Linked DNA regions of Mus musculus: regions 1, 2, 3 and 4 are each linked to region 5. The links are chromatin contacts, called in public Hi-C, HiChIP or PLAC-seq, Micro-C and promoter capture Hi-C maps. All regions are on one chromosome and are shown on one strand. The core of a region is the stretch at or near the end of the contact, and the rest is flanking DNA. Distances in the headings are between cores, read along the strand shown. Region 1 holds the start of Pald1 (phosphatase domain containing, paladin 1). Region 2 holds the start of Ppa1 (pyrophosphatase (inorganic) 1). Region 3 holds the start of Eif4ebp2 (eukaryotic translation initiation factor 4E binding protein 2). Region 4 holds the start of Psap (prosaposin). Region 5 holds the start of Unc5b (unc-5 netrin receptor B).

Evidence for each region. Hi-C and Micro-C count contacts between places; a contact is called where the count stands out from the background. HiChIP or PLAC-seq counts read pairs in DNA pulled down with a chosen protein or histone mark. Capture Hi-C pulls out chosen DNA fragments and counts their contacts.
Region 1: a Micro-C map of embryonic stem cells shows a contact between it and region 5, with 2.8 times the contacts expected there. The contact joins the promoter of Pald1 here to the promoter of Unc5b in region 5. A contact is called at or near these places in 2 of 39 promoter capture datasets (embryonic stem cells and liver), 1 of 15 datasets of contacts at CTCF or cohesin (the NIH/3T3 cell line), 2 of 484 Hi-C or Micro-C datasets (both in embryonic stem cells) and 3 of 115 datasets of contacts at active chromatin or transcription factors (embryonic stem cells and pancreatic cancer cells).
Region 2: a FOXA1 HiChIP or PLAC-seq map of pancreatic cancer cells shows a contact between it and region 5. The contact joins the promoter of Ppa1 here to the promoter of Unc5b in region 5. A contact is called at or near these places in 2 of 39 promoter capture datasets (liver and pre-B cells) and 2 of 115 datasets of contacts at active chromatin or transcription factors (cardiomyocytes and pancreatic cancer cells).
Region 3: a promoter capture Hi-C map of adipose tissue shows a contact between it and region 5. The contact joins the promoter of Eif4ebp2 here to the promoter of Unc5b in region 5. A contact is called at or near these places in 1 of 39 promoter capture datasets (liver) and 1 of 9 other capture datasets (adipose tissue).
Region 4: a Hi-C map of the N1E-115 cell line shows a contact between it and region 5, with 3 times the contacts expected there. The contact joins the promoter of Psap here to the promoter of Unc5b in region 5. A contact is called at or near these places in 7 of 39 promoter capture datasets (the 3T3-L1 cell line, embryonic stem cells, liver and 2 more), 2 of 484 Hi-C or Micro-C datasets (the N1E-115 cell line and uterus), 5 of 115 datasets of contacts at active chromatin or transcription factors (the NIH/3T3 cell line, astrocytes, bone marrow-derived macrophages and 2 more) and 1 of 9 other capture datasets (adipose tissue).

What each region holds. Positions count from the first base shown.
Region 1 is chr10:61,382,151-61,384,850 of GRCm38.p6, reverse strand. Pald1 (phosphatase domain containing, paladin 1) reads left to right here and starts at 1,328. Exons shown (of 20, transcript NM_013753.2): 1 at 1,328-1,559.
Region 2 is chr10:61,647,233-61,649,932 of GRCm38.p6, reverse strand. Ppa1 (pyrophosphatase (inorganic) 1) reads right to left here and starts at 1,312. Exons shown (of 11, transcript NM_026438.4): 1 at 1,142-1,312. The coding sequence starts at 1,205.
Region 3 is chr10:61,451,202-61,453,943 of GRCm38.p6, reverse strand. Eif4ebp2 (eukaryotic translation initiation factor 4E binding protein 2) reads left to right here and starts at 1,275. Exons shown (of 3, transcript NM_010124.2): 1 at 1,275-1,542. The coding sequence starts at 1,398.
Region 4 is chr10:60,276,184-60,278,883 of GRCm38.p6, reverse strand. It overlaps Psap (prosaposin), which reads right to left and starts at 1,256. Exons shown (of 15, transcript NM_011179.3): 1 at 1,102-1,256. The coding sequence starts at 1,141.
Region 5 is chr10:60,830,146-60,832,845 of GRCm38.p6, reverse strand. Unc5b (unc-5 netrin receptor B) reads left to right here and starts at 1,265. Exons shown (of 17, transcript NM_029770.3): 1 at 1,265-1,759. The coding sequence starts at 1,681.

The DNA.
Region 1 (2,700 bases), core at 79-2,578, 550 kb before region 5:
TGGGCTTTCTCTTTCTTCCTCACACACCTAGGATGGGCAGAAGGGAGTCTGACATAGAGGGCAGGTAGTCCTGGGGCCTCAGTTTCCCCATGTATTAAAATAGGAATAGCGAGGGCTAGGGATATGCTAGAGTGTTTGCATGCCCAGCATACACAAGAATACTTGATTTCAACACCCAGCACTGCATAAGCCAGAATGAGGGACCGTGCCTATAATCCCAGCATTCAGGAGGAAGGATTTAGAATTTCTAGGTTATTTTTAACTAAATATTGAACAAAATCAACTTGGGATATATGAGACCGTGTGTGTATGTGTGTGTGTGAACAATGATAGGTACATAGGTACCTGCTAAGATTACACAGATGAGATACCGCTGCAGACATGCTGGGTATCTGGCCAGACCACCCTTAATGAGTCCTTTTAGGGTTGCAAGGCCCTCCTTCTGCATAGTTCAAGTTCCCTAGCTTGATTTTGGCTAAAGGCCAGGCCTGCAAAGTCTTCATCCTGGTCACAACTCCCTGCAGAGCGTGCCAAGGACCCTCTAGCTCTGACTGGGGCCAAGGCAGGTAGAGGCAGGAAGGAAATATTCCTCAGTGTAGGGAGAGAGAGACAGAGAGAGACAGAGACAGAGAGAGAGACAGAGAGAGACCTCATTCCATACATCAAAGAGGCTTTCCTGAGACCTAAGCAGGGGTGAGTAAGTGCCCATGGGTGATCCAAGGTCAAGGGTCAGGTACCAGAGCCCCAGAGCCCACCACCACTTGGATGCGTTGGGTAGGGGTAGTGGGGCTGCTCTTCTTCCAAAGACTGGGAGCTGCAATTTTCCTAAGCCAGCGGTCAAGGTGACCACCTGCTCTTTTAGGGCTTCATCCTTCGACGTCTATTCGGAGAGGCGTCAGACCTTCCCTACGGAGCTCAAGTGGCACAGGAGAAATGCTGATTCTGGGGTCCAGGAGAAGCAGAAAGGGGAAGCCCGGGGCTACAGACATAACAGGGGCCCTGGAGTAGGGGAGGGGGTGTGGCGCCACCAGCCTAAGCATTTTTCTCCAGCCATGGAGATTGGAAGCCGGCCTTGGGTATCTTCCAGAAGGAACCGACCAGACAAGGAAAGAGGAACTTGCTTCTCCCGCAGGTTCCCTCTACCCTAGGGTTTTCCTCCAGGCGTAGGGCGAGCAGACGGAGGATGCTGGCCCGGAACCGGCTGGATTGAAAGAGGGGGGAGGGGAGTTGTGCCTATCCGACCGTGGTGGGGTGAGTGTATCTTTAAGTCCGCACCCCCTCCTTGTGGGCGGAGGCCGAAGCTGTGACCGCGCCCTCCCAGGCGTGGGAGGGGGGATCCGGACTCGAGGCGGGGTTCTGGGGGTGATCCTGGCCTCGGTGGCCCCGGGCTGGCCGGGTCTGCGCCGCCTGGACACAGCAGGAGCTGCCTCCGCCCCCGGATGGGCTGGGAGGGTGGGCGGAGTCATCTGGAGCCCGCGCGGGTAGTGCCCGAAGCCCGCCTCGGCGCCGGCAGTCCCCGGCCGCATAGCGCGACGCTCTCCCGGAGCTGCGGCTGCCAGGTAAGCACGCGTGGGCCGCGCCGAGGGAGGATCGGGGTCCCTCGGTTTGGGGCGGAGGCGTCCGAGCCACCCAGGCCTGCCCCAGGTCGGCGCCACCATGCTTTCTCAAAGCTGGAGCTGCTCCCGGGTTGTGCGCAGGTCGATCCCGGACTCATCTCCTGTACTCTGGCTTCCCTCGGAGTGAGGGACAACATGGAGTGGCGACACCCGCACTTCTTGGCCTGGGAGCCCTCCGGGCCAGCTGGGCTGGGCTTCCGAAGAAGTTAGGAAAGATAGCCGCGTTGTGACCCCGGCATGGGGTCCCCAGACTTATCTGCAGGACCCTTGAGGCCCAGGGGCAAGGGAGCAAACTGAGGGGCCTGGCAGGCACTGGCTTTGATTCGCCGCTCGGTTTGGTCTCTTTTGAGGTGGGGTTTCCTTGGTGTGAGCGAGGGTGTGCGTGGAGCGTGAGTACATTCATGTGCCTGAGCATGACACCCCCCTCCCCCCAAAAGACATGGACTTAATAGAAAGGTAGTGTTTGGGACACTGACTGTCCCAGTTCCTTGTAGTGGCCAAGCTGCCCTTGTTTTGTAAATCAGACTCCACAAAAGCCTGGCCCGGGGTGAGCTTGAGGCATCTCTGGTCTTCCAGCCAGAGAGTATGGGCCGGTCCTTGTCTGCCCACAGCCAGTGACAGAGCACCTGTGGCTGTGGGCTCCGGGCCATGCACAGACAGTGTGGGAGGTGGGAGGACTTGGAAGGGCTCTGTCCTGTTGTGGCTCTGTCCTGCAAGGGAAGACAAGAGAGAAACACTTGGCCAGTTCTCTGATAGGGAGTTTGATACCAGCCCTGGGCTGGTAGCCCTAGAAGAAAATGCCAGGAGGTTCCTCAAGGGAATTGCAAAACACCGGCGCAGCGAGGGTACTCTCGCTGGGTGTCCTGTGACTTTGCTGATAGATGTGTTTAAATGTCCTGGTGCAGGCAACCCCACCCTCCTCATTAGCATTACTAATCAGGACCGCTTTGCACCTCGCCTTGTGCGGCGGTGGTGCTGGGGCGGGGGCGGGGGTGGGGGGATGGGATGGGGGCAACAAGCGTAGGATGGCTGGCAAGGACTTCCTGCTTCTGTGTGTCCACCCCACCCCCATATTTTGTTTGCT
Region 2 (2,700 bases), core at 63-2,562, 820 kb before region 5:
AAAAAAAAAAAAAAAAAAAAGTGGAAAAAATACTCAGAAATTTATCCTTTTTAAAAAGTGCAAAGAGCGAGAACTAGTTAAATTACATAGTGGTACTAAATTTAGTGTTTCTTAAGTTCCAGAGAGCCCATTTGATAGACTTCAGCCTAATCCAAAGTCAAGGAGTGGCTTTGCTCTCTACCCACAACCATCAAATACTTACCACCAATACATTAAATACATTAAAAGCAGTGTGTTTATTCTGCACATATAGCTTGAAGACAATTCCCAGTGACCCAAAGGGTCACTTTAAAGGACACTGAAAAACCTGAAGCCAACACTATTTCCATGGCGAAGTTTCTGCTAGGCACTCTCTGTTCATTCTTTCAGGAATGTCTGTTTGCCCTGTCCTGAGATTGCTGCCCATCCCTTCTAAATAAACACAAAGAGGTTACAAACTGGAAGGGCCTTTGCTAACAGCATCGCAAACCTCTGTTAGCACCATGAATGTATGTATATACCTACAAGCTAAGGGCTTCCAGGAGAAACCCAGGTAGCTTGCAAGCACCTATCAGGAAAAGGTGACACACGTGGAAGGCCGATCGACTCCGCCTTTCTGAGTGCAGGGCAGGGGTTGGATGCGGGGGTAACTAGTGGGTTCCGGCACCAGGGTTAAGAACCTGGCTGTTCTCCCACCAGGTCCTTAGCTAGACGTCACCTGTCTGTCTAGGGAGGCAAAGCTTTCGGTTTCCTAGAAGCACTCCCGGCCATCAGGGCTTCAGAGAAGCCTCACCACAATAAGGCTAGTGCCGGGAAGACCTGGGCCTCAGTTTCCCATCTCTTACAACACCGGGGAGGACTCGATCCTGTTCGGCACCGAATTAAGGTCTTGAGGAAATCTCTGTCCTCCAGCCGGCGATCCTGAGGACAATCCTCTTAGGCGGTCGGTATCACCTCCGGGCACCTTCTAAGGGTGACTCAGTGGTTTCCTTTCCCCATGTGGCCCAAGTTCGAATGTGTGGAGGGAGCGCTCGCGGTGGGCACTGGGATGGCGGCCCTCGCTGGTCCCGCCGCCCGCCAGAGGGAAGGGGACGCGTCCGCCCGCCCGCCCGCTCGTTCTGGAATGAATGGGCGACCCGGCCCTCGGCCTCACGCCACTCACTGAGGAAGACGCGGTACTCGAGGGTGAAGGGCGCGGCGCGCTCCTCGCTGCTGAAGCCGCTCATGGTGTCGGAGATGCACCGCCGCCGCCGCTGCACAGCCACACAACCACACAGCCCAGACCCGGAGCCGCTGTACGGAGGAGAAAGCCCGCGCCTGCGTACCACGAGCTGGCCCGCCGGTCGCCGGCGCCGTGCCTTTAATGCGTGGGGCTCGCCTTGTACCCTGCCCCGCCCCGCCCACCCGCGCAGGCGCACTCTGCGCGACGCGCCTCCTCACGCCCCGCCCCCGGTTCGCAACCTGGGCCACGTGGCAGGCGCCGGCTGCCCTCTGGAAGCGGACTGCGGGTTGGCGGCTCCGCTGGGACAGAACGCTGGTTACTCTCCTGAGGCTTGCGGGTCGCTCACCTTTGATTTCTCTCTCTCAGGTCCTGCAGAGCAGTTCCTTATCTCGGAAGGCCTTGATAAGCCACCTGTTCCCCAGGCAGTCTTGTCTTTTCTTGTTTGGGTTTCTCATAGATCTTCATCTGCCTCCCAGAAGCTGGGAGTGTGCTACCAGCCCCCCACCCCCGGCCCAGGGCCATCTTCATTAAAGTTGAGAGTTTGGCTGACTGGGCTCTGAAAACTATAGGCTGTGACTAATGTTTTCCCAAGTGGTAGGCAATGGACAAATTTGCTTTTACTAATCTCCCTGATTCAGTTTCTCATCTGAATTGTTGGGTGGGTTCTGCTTGGACCAGACTCAAGCTGATTACTCCTGAACTCCCCAGATACCGCAGATTTCTCTCCCCACTCCAGATCCACTGGGACTTGAAATTGAAGCTCTGGGAAGACCCAGGAGTGTGCACAGAACCCCTTGAGGACGTTTCTCAGGAGTAGCTTCTCGGAGCTTGTTTTCCTAGTTCTATTGCACCACCCATTGAAGTCCAGGCTGTATCCCTCAGAGTGTGCTGTGGACGTTGGGAACTTTCACAGTCCTATAAGGTTGTGTGTGTGTGTCTGTCTGTCTTTGTGTATCACAACTCTAATTATAAGCCACATATAGCGTCTCACACCTGTAGCCCCAGACCTCAGGACGCTGACTTTCTGAGACCAACCTGAGCTACGTAGTGAGTTCTGAGCCACCCCATGCTACAGTATGAGACTATCTTAAAAATAAGACAAATCTAACCCAGGAAATTATCCACATTTTTTTAAAAAGCAAATTTTAAATTATGATAGACAGAATATCTTTCTAAAATATTTCTTAACTATTTATCTCAAAGACAGTTTCCTTTCAACTATTTTCAAAACAATCTCTAATATATAAATGGAATGCATAAACCACGTATTAAGTGGAAGCCTAAGAAAGTTAATTTCTAAATTGGCACGGTGGTGTATACCTGTAGCTGCAGCACTTGAGAAGCAAAAGTAGGAAGATCATGAATTCAAGGTCATCCTTGGCCAGTCTGGACTACATGAGACTCCCGCCTCAAAAATAAATAAATAAATAAATAAATAAATAAATAAATAAATAAATAAATAAATGGTAACGATAAATCTAACATTAGTCCGTGTTCCT
Region 3 (2,742 bases), core at 26-2,525, 620 kb before region 5:
GTGTACGCATTGCTTTCCTTTAATAATGAGCAATTAAAATTATACTTCTTAAAATAACTTTGATTAGCTGGGTGTGGTGGTGCACGACTTTAATCCCAGCACTCAGGAGGCAGAAGCAGGTGGATTTCTGAGTTCGAGGCTAGCCTGGTCTACAAAGTGAGCTCCAGGACAGCCAGGATATACAGAGAAACCCTGTCTCGAAAAACCAACCAACGAAACAAACAAACAAACAAACAAACAAAAACTTTGATTACATTTATTTATTTATGGGCAGGCAGATGGGTGCTCATGGACTAGTGGAGAAGTCAGAGGATAACTTGGGAGAGTCGGTCTCCCCTTTCACCTTGTGGCTTCTGGGTGGTGGAACTCAGGTCTGCAGGCTTGGTGACAAATGCCTTTCTTTACCTGCTGAGCCATCTTGTGGGCTCCCAGAGTTATAATTTTTTAAAAAGATTTATTTATTTATTTTATGTATATGAGTACGCTGTAGCTGTCTTCAGACACATCAGAAGAGGGCATCGGATCCCATTACAGATAGTTGTGAGCCACCATGTGGTTGCTGATTTGAACTCAGGATCTCTAGAAGACAGTGCTCTTAACCACTGAGCCATCCCTCCAGCCCGAGTTATACTTTTAATGGTTAGATATAGATGGGAATATGAAGTAAGCCCTAAGAAAGTACTGTTAGTCCACACTTACACACCACAAACAATTACACACACACACACACACACACACACACACACACACACACACACACACACACACACACACACACACACACACACACACACACACACACACACACACACACACACACACACACACACACACACACACACACACACACACACACACCCCGCTTCCCCCCCCTCCCGCGTGCCTTAATCACCTACACTCAGCTTCACTGGGAGTCTATTATGTTCCTCTGAACTCAGCCCCGCCCCTCAAAGTCCCGCCCACCCTAAGGCTCCACCCTTCAACACTTCCTTTTTCCCGGATTTCCGGGTTCACCCTCTGCCTCTAGCCTTCGGCTGCCTCAGTCACGCCCCCAGCTACCCGCCCACTCGCCTCAGACACGCCCTCCAACGTCACGTCCGGCTTCCATATTGTCCCTCCCTCTACTACCCCTTGCTCCCGCCTTCGACCGCTTCCGGTAGTCATCGTTGCCGCTGCTGCCGCTGCTGCTCCTGCTGCTGCTGAGGCTGCAGGCGGAGGCCGGAGGACCGGGCGGCGGCGGCGGCGGCGGCAGCGGGAGCGGTATCGCAGCGGGACGACCGGGCGAGAGCAGGCGAGTTGAGAGCCGAGCGTGAGGAGCCAGAGCCGCCCGGCCCCGCCGCCGCCGCCGCCGCCGCCGCCGCCGCTGCTGCACAAAGCCTCGAGCCCGCGTCGGAGCCATGTCCGCGTCGGCCGGTGGTAGCCACCAGCCCAGCCAGAGCCGCGCCATCCCCACGCGCACCGTGGCTATCAGCGACGCCGCGCAGCTACCTCAGGACTACTGCACCACGCCCGGGGGGACGCTGTTCTCCACAACGCCGGGAGGTGAGCCGCGCCCGGCCTGCCCGCCATCACGGCTGGCGCGTGGCACTGCATGCTCGACCAACAGCTTCCTCCCCGCTGCCCGTACGGTGTGCTGCAGACCGTGCATTCTGCGCAGCGGGGCTTGCCTCTGGAGCTGTCCTACGGGCTTTGGGGAGAGGGAAGTCGGGGAGACGGACCTGGCGCGGAAGCCTAAGATGACTGGTCTGGCTGCGCCGAGAGTTCCGAGACGAGGCTGGCATGCACTCTGCATGCCTCGCCCAGTGTTAGCCTCCTTTGACAGCATTGTTTACTTTGTTAGAGGAGTCATCAAAGGTTGGGGGAGCCCCAGCTCCCACAAGTGGGACGTGTAAAATAGCTCCTTTGGTATCCAAGAAGTTGTTGGCTTTGGTAGAGGCGCTGTCAGGTTTCAGATCAGGGCTTTCGAAGAGCGGTTTTAAAGGTGCTTTGTCAAACAGCACACACTAGTCGGGTTAGGTTGCTTGATCCTAGGGAAAGGGCTTGTAGAAAAAAGCGATGCAAAGGGAGGTTCCTGAAGTTGCTTTTCAAAAGATGGCCGGGATCCGTTTACTATCACTGGAGAAGAGGTAAATAAAGTATGTTGAATTGGTCACGAGAGGAGGAAGCGCAAAGGTTGTTTGTCTCTTTTCTGGGCTGTTCTCTAAGAGGGAGGAGCCTGGAAGGGGTTCTTCCGGTGCCTTCATGAAGGGAACTGGCTTTCTGTCCCTAATCTCAGAACTTTGCCTTCTTTTGGTGACCCCGGGGGCTGGGCTTCAGCTAGAGGGTGAAGATTTGGTTAGCAGCCCTTACAGTCTATAGATCGCTGATCATGAGACAGGACTCCTAACCAATCACTTAAAAGTGGGCCTGGCCATCCTGGAATCTTGTGCAATTGGAAGGCACAGAGTAAGGGGACCTTGCCAACACCAAGAGACAGCAGTCCAGAAGGCTGTGTGTGGTAGTTAGGGCTGTGACCCTACTACTCCAGAAAGACGGGGTAGGAGAATGGCAGTTTAAGGCTAGCCCTGGCAATATAATGAGTTCCAAGGCCAGGCAGTGGTGGCACACACCTTTAATCCCAGCACTTGGGAGGCAGAGGCAGGCGGATTTGGAGTTCAGCCTGGTCTACAGAGGAGTTTCAGGACAGCCAGGGCTATACTGAGAAACCCTGTCTCAAAAAAAAAAAAAAAAAAAAAAAAAGAG
Region 4 (2,700 bases), core at 7-2,506, 550 kb after region 5:
AGAGCCTGGAGTTTTAGACCAAGGCCATCAGGGTCCTCCCATCTACCTAAGAAGGAAGAAGGAACCCAGTTAACTAGACTGGCAGTCAAATGAACTACATGTGTATTAGAAATAATTTTTCCAAGGAAACAGGTAAGGGGTATAGTGTGACTCAGTAGAGGATGTTCGTTTACCGTGTGTTACGATCCAAGTTCAATGGCCCATACTACAGAGAGAGAGAAAAAGAAGTCTGGTTTTGGTGGTGTGGGTGAATCAGAACTCACGAGTTATGTATGACACAGAGCAAGCAGGACCAAGTGCGTTTCTTTTCATTTTTCTTGCACAAAAAAAAAAAAAAAAAAAATCTCATACACAGTCCAGACTAGCCTTGAGCTTTCTGTGTAGCACAGGCTGACCTCAAATTCAAAATCCTCCTACCTATGCCTTCCAAGTGTGAGTCCCCTGGCGCTGCCTTGCCAACCTGCAGTGCTTTTAAGAAAAATCATTTTAGAAACACTTGCTATAAAATAAAGGCTGGCCAATGGCTTTGCCAGATCAAACAAAAAAATTAAGAGTTCCAATGCAATCGGGACTACACAATTCCCTCCAAGACCTACTACGCTCCTGAGTTCACACAGAAGCCAAAAAAATCACCCCCCGGCCCGGGGCAGACACAAAGACGCTTCCTGCAACTCCCATACGAGTGCAGTCTGGGACAGAGGTCACGGGCCGACCTGACCTGCAGGATGGGGCTTCAAGGCCATGTCTATCACCTACACCAGGATAGAGTCAACACAGCGACGGAAGAGGTCATCGAGTGACCTCTCCCAACCTCCATCCCAGGGAGAACCGCAGTCACCCGCAAGGCCTTGCACAAGGCCTGCACACACAGGACAAGACGTCTCTCCCACCTCCCAGTGGTCCCCCAGTGCAGAGAATCTGGAACAGGTCCCCCTCCGCCACCAGCCCCGATCTGCGCCTGCGCACAGCGAGGCCTGCCTAAGCGCGCCCCGGGAAGCGAGCGGAGGGCGAGGCCGGTACCGCAGGACTGCCCGGTTCCCGGGACCCAGGGGACGCTATAGCGTTCTTCTCTACCAGACCAGGGGACCCTTCTAAGCTCACCGGTGGCCAGAAGGCTGGCGAAGAGGGCGAGGGCGTACATGGCGCCGCTTCACTTCGCAGGCTGCAATGCAGAACGTCAGCTGACCAGACGAATATAAATCTACCCCCCAACCTCGCCGCAGACGCCAGTGCGCAGGCGCGGGCCCCGCCCAAACTGGGCGCAGCTTGACTCAGCGTCGCGCAGCGCGCCTGCGGGGAGGGAGGGTGCGAAGAGGAGCAGGCTGAAAACGCCCAGGGAAGGTGGCGGGAAGGCGCGGGTGGTGGTAATAAAAGAAAACCATATCTGGTGATTAAATCAAGGTCAGGCGCCGAACGGTATCTAACGCCTCTCTTTACCTTTGCAATGTGAGGAATCCAGCCCAGGGCTGGTACCAAGCCCTGAACTGCATCTTGTGCTCCCCCACCCCACCCCACCCCTGAGCCCCAGCATCTTTTAAGTATTACTATTTGTTTTTGAGATGCCGAGTCACTATGGCCTTGCTGGTCGACAATTCAGTGTCGCAGCAGACCTGGAACTCTCAACCTTCTGCCTCAACCCCTTGGAGAATGGTTGGGGGTTGGGGGGCGGGAGCAGGGATTTTTGTTTGCAGTCGCCGGTATTGAACCCAAGGCATTATACTTGATATCAAGTGTTGTACCTCCAAGCTGCACACCACCATTCCCCCCACCCTCCCAGCTCACTCCTTACTTTATTTTTGAAAGAGGGTGTCACCAAATTCCCCAGAAAGTCTCTGAACATGTAATTCTTCTGCCTGACCCTTGTACAGTGGTAGTTAGGGGTTTTTTGTTTGGTTGGTTGGTTGGTTTGGTTTGGTTTGGTTTTTGGTTTTTCGAGACAGGGTTTCTCTGTGTAGCCCTGGCTGTCCTGGAACTCACTTTGTAGACCAGGCTGGTCTCGAACTCAGAAATCTGCCTGATTCTGCCTCCCGAGTGCTGCTGGGATTAAAGGTGTGTGCCACCACGCCTGGCGGTGATTAGTTTTTTTGGTTAGTTTTTTTGTTCGTTTGTTTGTTTGTTTGTTTTGGTTTTTCGAGACAGGGTTTCTCTGTATAGCCCTGGCTGTCCTGGAACTCACTTTGTAGACTAGGCTGGCCTCGAACTCAGAAATCTGTCTGCCTGCTGGGATTAAAGGCGTGGGCCACCACGCCCGGCTAGTGGTTAGTTTTTTAAGACAGGGTTTCCTGTAGCCCAAAGAGGCTGACAACTGGCTGTGCAGCTGAGGATTCGTGTATCTCAGGCAGTCCTCGAACTTCAGTCACTTCCAAATCCTGATCTGCCTGCCTGTGCTACCATACATGTTCTGTTTGGTTCTAGGAACCAAACCCAGGCCTTCAACTCATGTCGGGCAATGACTCTACCAACTGAGTGGCATCTCCAGCCCCCATTTATTGTGATTCGTGCCGTGCTAACAGATGAGACTCAAGCACAAACAGGTTACAGATTTGCCTACATCTTTACACTCAGGATTCAAATTCACAGGCTGCCATTCTGCAGTTGTCAATCAATACAAACTCAGAAAACGGCAAACGAGAGACGCCTTTATTTGTGATCTTGGGAACTGCAGACTGCAAGATAGACTCAGAGGTCTCTGAATCAGTG
Region 5 (2,700 bases), core at 16-2,515:
CTATAGATCTCCAGTCTTCATTTTGTGGAGTTGGGATAGAGGGGGTGTCGAGAAATCCCGCTTTCATTGCCTCCCTCTCCCCCAAACACAGCTAGCATGGATCTTCTTGCTTCTCTGCCCTCACACCACCAACCTCTTAGTCAGCAACTATGGCTCCCAAACCTTTCTTCTCCAATCTAGGAAAAACTTGGGAATACTAGGTTCTTTTGGATACCTCCCACCCTCCCACCCTTCTACCCTCCTACCCGACTTCAGAACCTGGCTAGGCTGCTCTCTTCCTGAAGAAGAGGGCTGATCCAGATCTGCAAAGAGGAAAAGCTTAGGAGGTCAGCAGATAAGGGGTAGGGGCTGCTTCTTTATAGCATTATGGAATTAGCCCGTTAGTGGGCTCCCACATGGAAGTGCTGTGAGCTTCCTGTGAGCGGATGCACAGACATCTCCCAAGTCTCCTCTGGTCACGTAAGCTTATGGGCCCACCTCTGGGTGACAAGGACTTCCTTCAAGAACCTTGGGAAGGGATGCCACCATTTGTGCCCCCACTTTCTACCTATTTCCCACATTCTGCTCCTCAACCCCTTATGAGACAGCTAACATCATTCTTCCCCATTTCACAGGTGACAGTGATGGAGACAGCTAAGCAGCTCCTTCAAGGTCACGCGCTTAAGGAGCAGAACCAGAACCAAGTTTGTGCTCGGAGCAAAACACAGCAGCAGGTTCCCTCCCCACACACGTCCTTTTATTCAATTGGACTGGTTCACCATATCCTAGGATGAGCCATCCTTCCGGATCCCACGTAAAGAGTTCTGTCCTGGGTCGAGGAGAAAAACAGAACCAATCACGATCCTAACTCATGCCCAAATATCCACAGCTGGAACTCCCCAACTACATCCCCCGCTCCACCAGGACTTGAGTGTTTGACATTTTTTCTTAAACACCCCCATCCCCTTTTGAGACCGAATCAAAAGCGAAAGCTGATTCACACCCAAGCTAAGAAGTGTACGAATGTTTATTTCCTTTATTTTTGGAAAGAAAATCCGGTAGACTCCGCCGCTTTCAGCGGACCGGTTTTCCGGTGCTTTGGATCCTGCGTTCTTCAAGGATCCCCTCTGATAAGGCCCCAACTCGGCCGCGCCTACACAGCGGTAGGGTACCCCCCCTCGCTGGGCCCCGTGGCTCCGCCCCCGTCCTCCAGGCCCCGCCTTCTATCGCGTGAGGCCCCGCCCCGGCCCGCTGACTCTAGGGCGAGCGCGCGGCGGCGCTGGGCATTGTGGCCGGCGGCAGGGCGGGCGAGGGCGCGGAGCCGCGGGGAGCGGCAGGGCGCAGAGGGAAGCACACACCCCACTCGGACAGACTTCGCGGCGCGGCCGCTACGAGCGCCGCTGAGCGCACTCCACTGGGATCGCACAACTTCGGAGCAGGGCGCGGACGGCGCTCGCAGCGGGAGAGCGCGGAAAGGGCGCACCAGAGCCGGGATCCCCAGCGGCGTCCGACTCCCGGAGCGCTCCTAGTCGCCGGGCGGCCTCCCGGCGCTGCGCGGTTGCCTCTGCGCCTACGGAGGGCACGGGCTGGCGCTGCCGGGCGCCTGCGAGAACGGCGAGGCGGCGGCGAAGGCGAAGGCGGCGAGGCTGGGGACCGGGAAAGAACCCCGAGGGAGAGGCGCCCGGGCCGGGGGACAGGAGCATGAGGGCCCGGAGCGGGGTGCGGAGCGCGCTGCTGCTGGCGCTGCTGCTTTGCTGGGATCCGACACCGAGCCTAGCAGGTAGGTGCGAGAGGGAGTGGAACACAGGGATGCGGTCCTGGCGCGTCTCAGCGTCCAACTGCAAGTTCGGGTGGTTCTTGGCGGAGTCACTGCGCTCCGAGAACGCCGTGGACGCGTCCAAGTTAAAAGGCAGCTTCGGTGCTCGGGAGAGGGGGCGACGCGTGGCCACCTGGGGTGCCACGTAAGCTCGAAGCTCCCTGCTCCTGCCTCCAAGGGATAGTTGCTTCCCGTGGAATGGGGTCTGATTCACTTCCAAGTGACCCCTGACTATCACGGAAAAACTGTCACTGCCAGGGCCAGGTGTGTGTTCTCTGCGGTTCGCCTGCAACTTAGGTCTGAGTACAGGCTCCCGCGGGCTGCACGCGCAGCATTCTGAGGGTCGCGGACAGAGAGCAGGATACTGCGGAACCCTGGAAGCGCTTCTTCTCGGCCTTTGGGGAGCCGAGGCCCGAAGGCTTTAAGCTACTGAAGGGGGAGGGGCCGACTCCTGTACACCGTGATCTCCGGAGGTGCGGCGCGGGCGGGTATGAAAAGGTTTCGTGGTTGGTGGATTGTTTGGGGGTGAGTGTTGGCAGAGAGTGGAGGGGCGTAATGTATCTCCTTTCGACTTTGCCTATTTTCAATAGGTTATTGGTATTCTCAGTGTCCAGGTGAGCTCGCCTCTGCACTGCACCTGGACCCAGTAAAGATGCTCTTAAGAGGGTTTGGTGGACTCCTAAGTTTATAAAGTCCCCGATTCTCCTCTCATCGCGAAGATGGAAGTGTCTTGCTGGCTCTGTAGTAGCTCGGCTGGGCGTTGCAAAGTGGGCTGCGTCTTCCTTGGAAGGAAAAGTAGACACTCGCACCAACCTCTCTGGTACCCAAGCAGGTGAACTGCCGTTAGGGTGAATCGACTCCCGAAGCTGGTGCGGGGGCTGGAGGGCCACCCTAGACAAAGACCT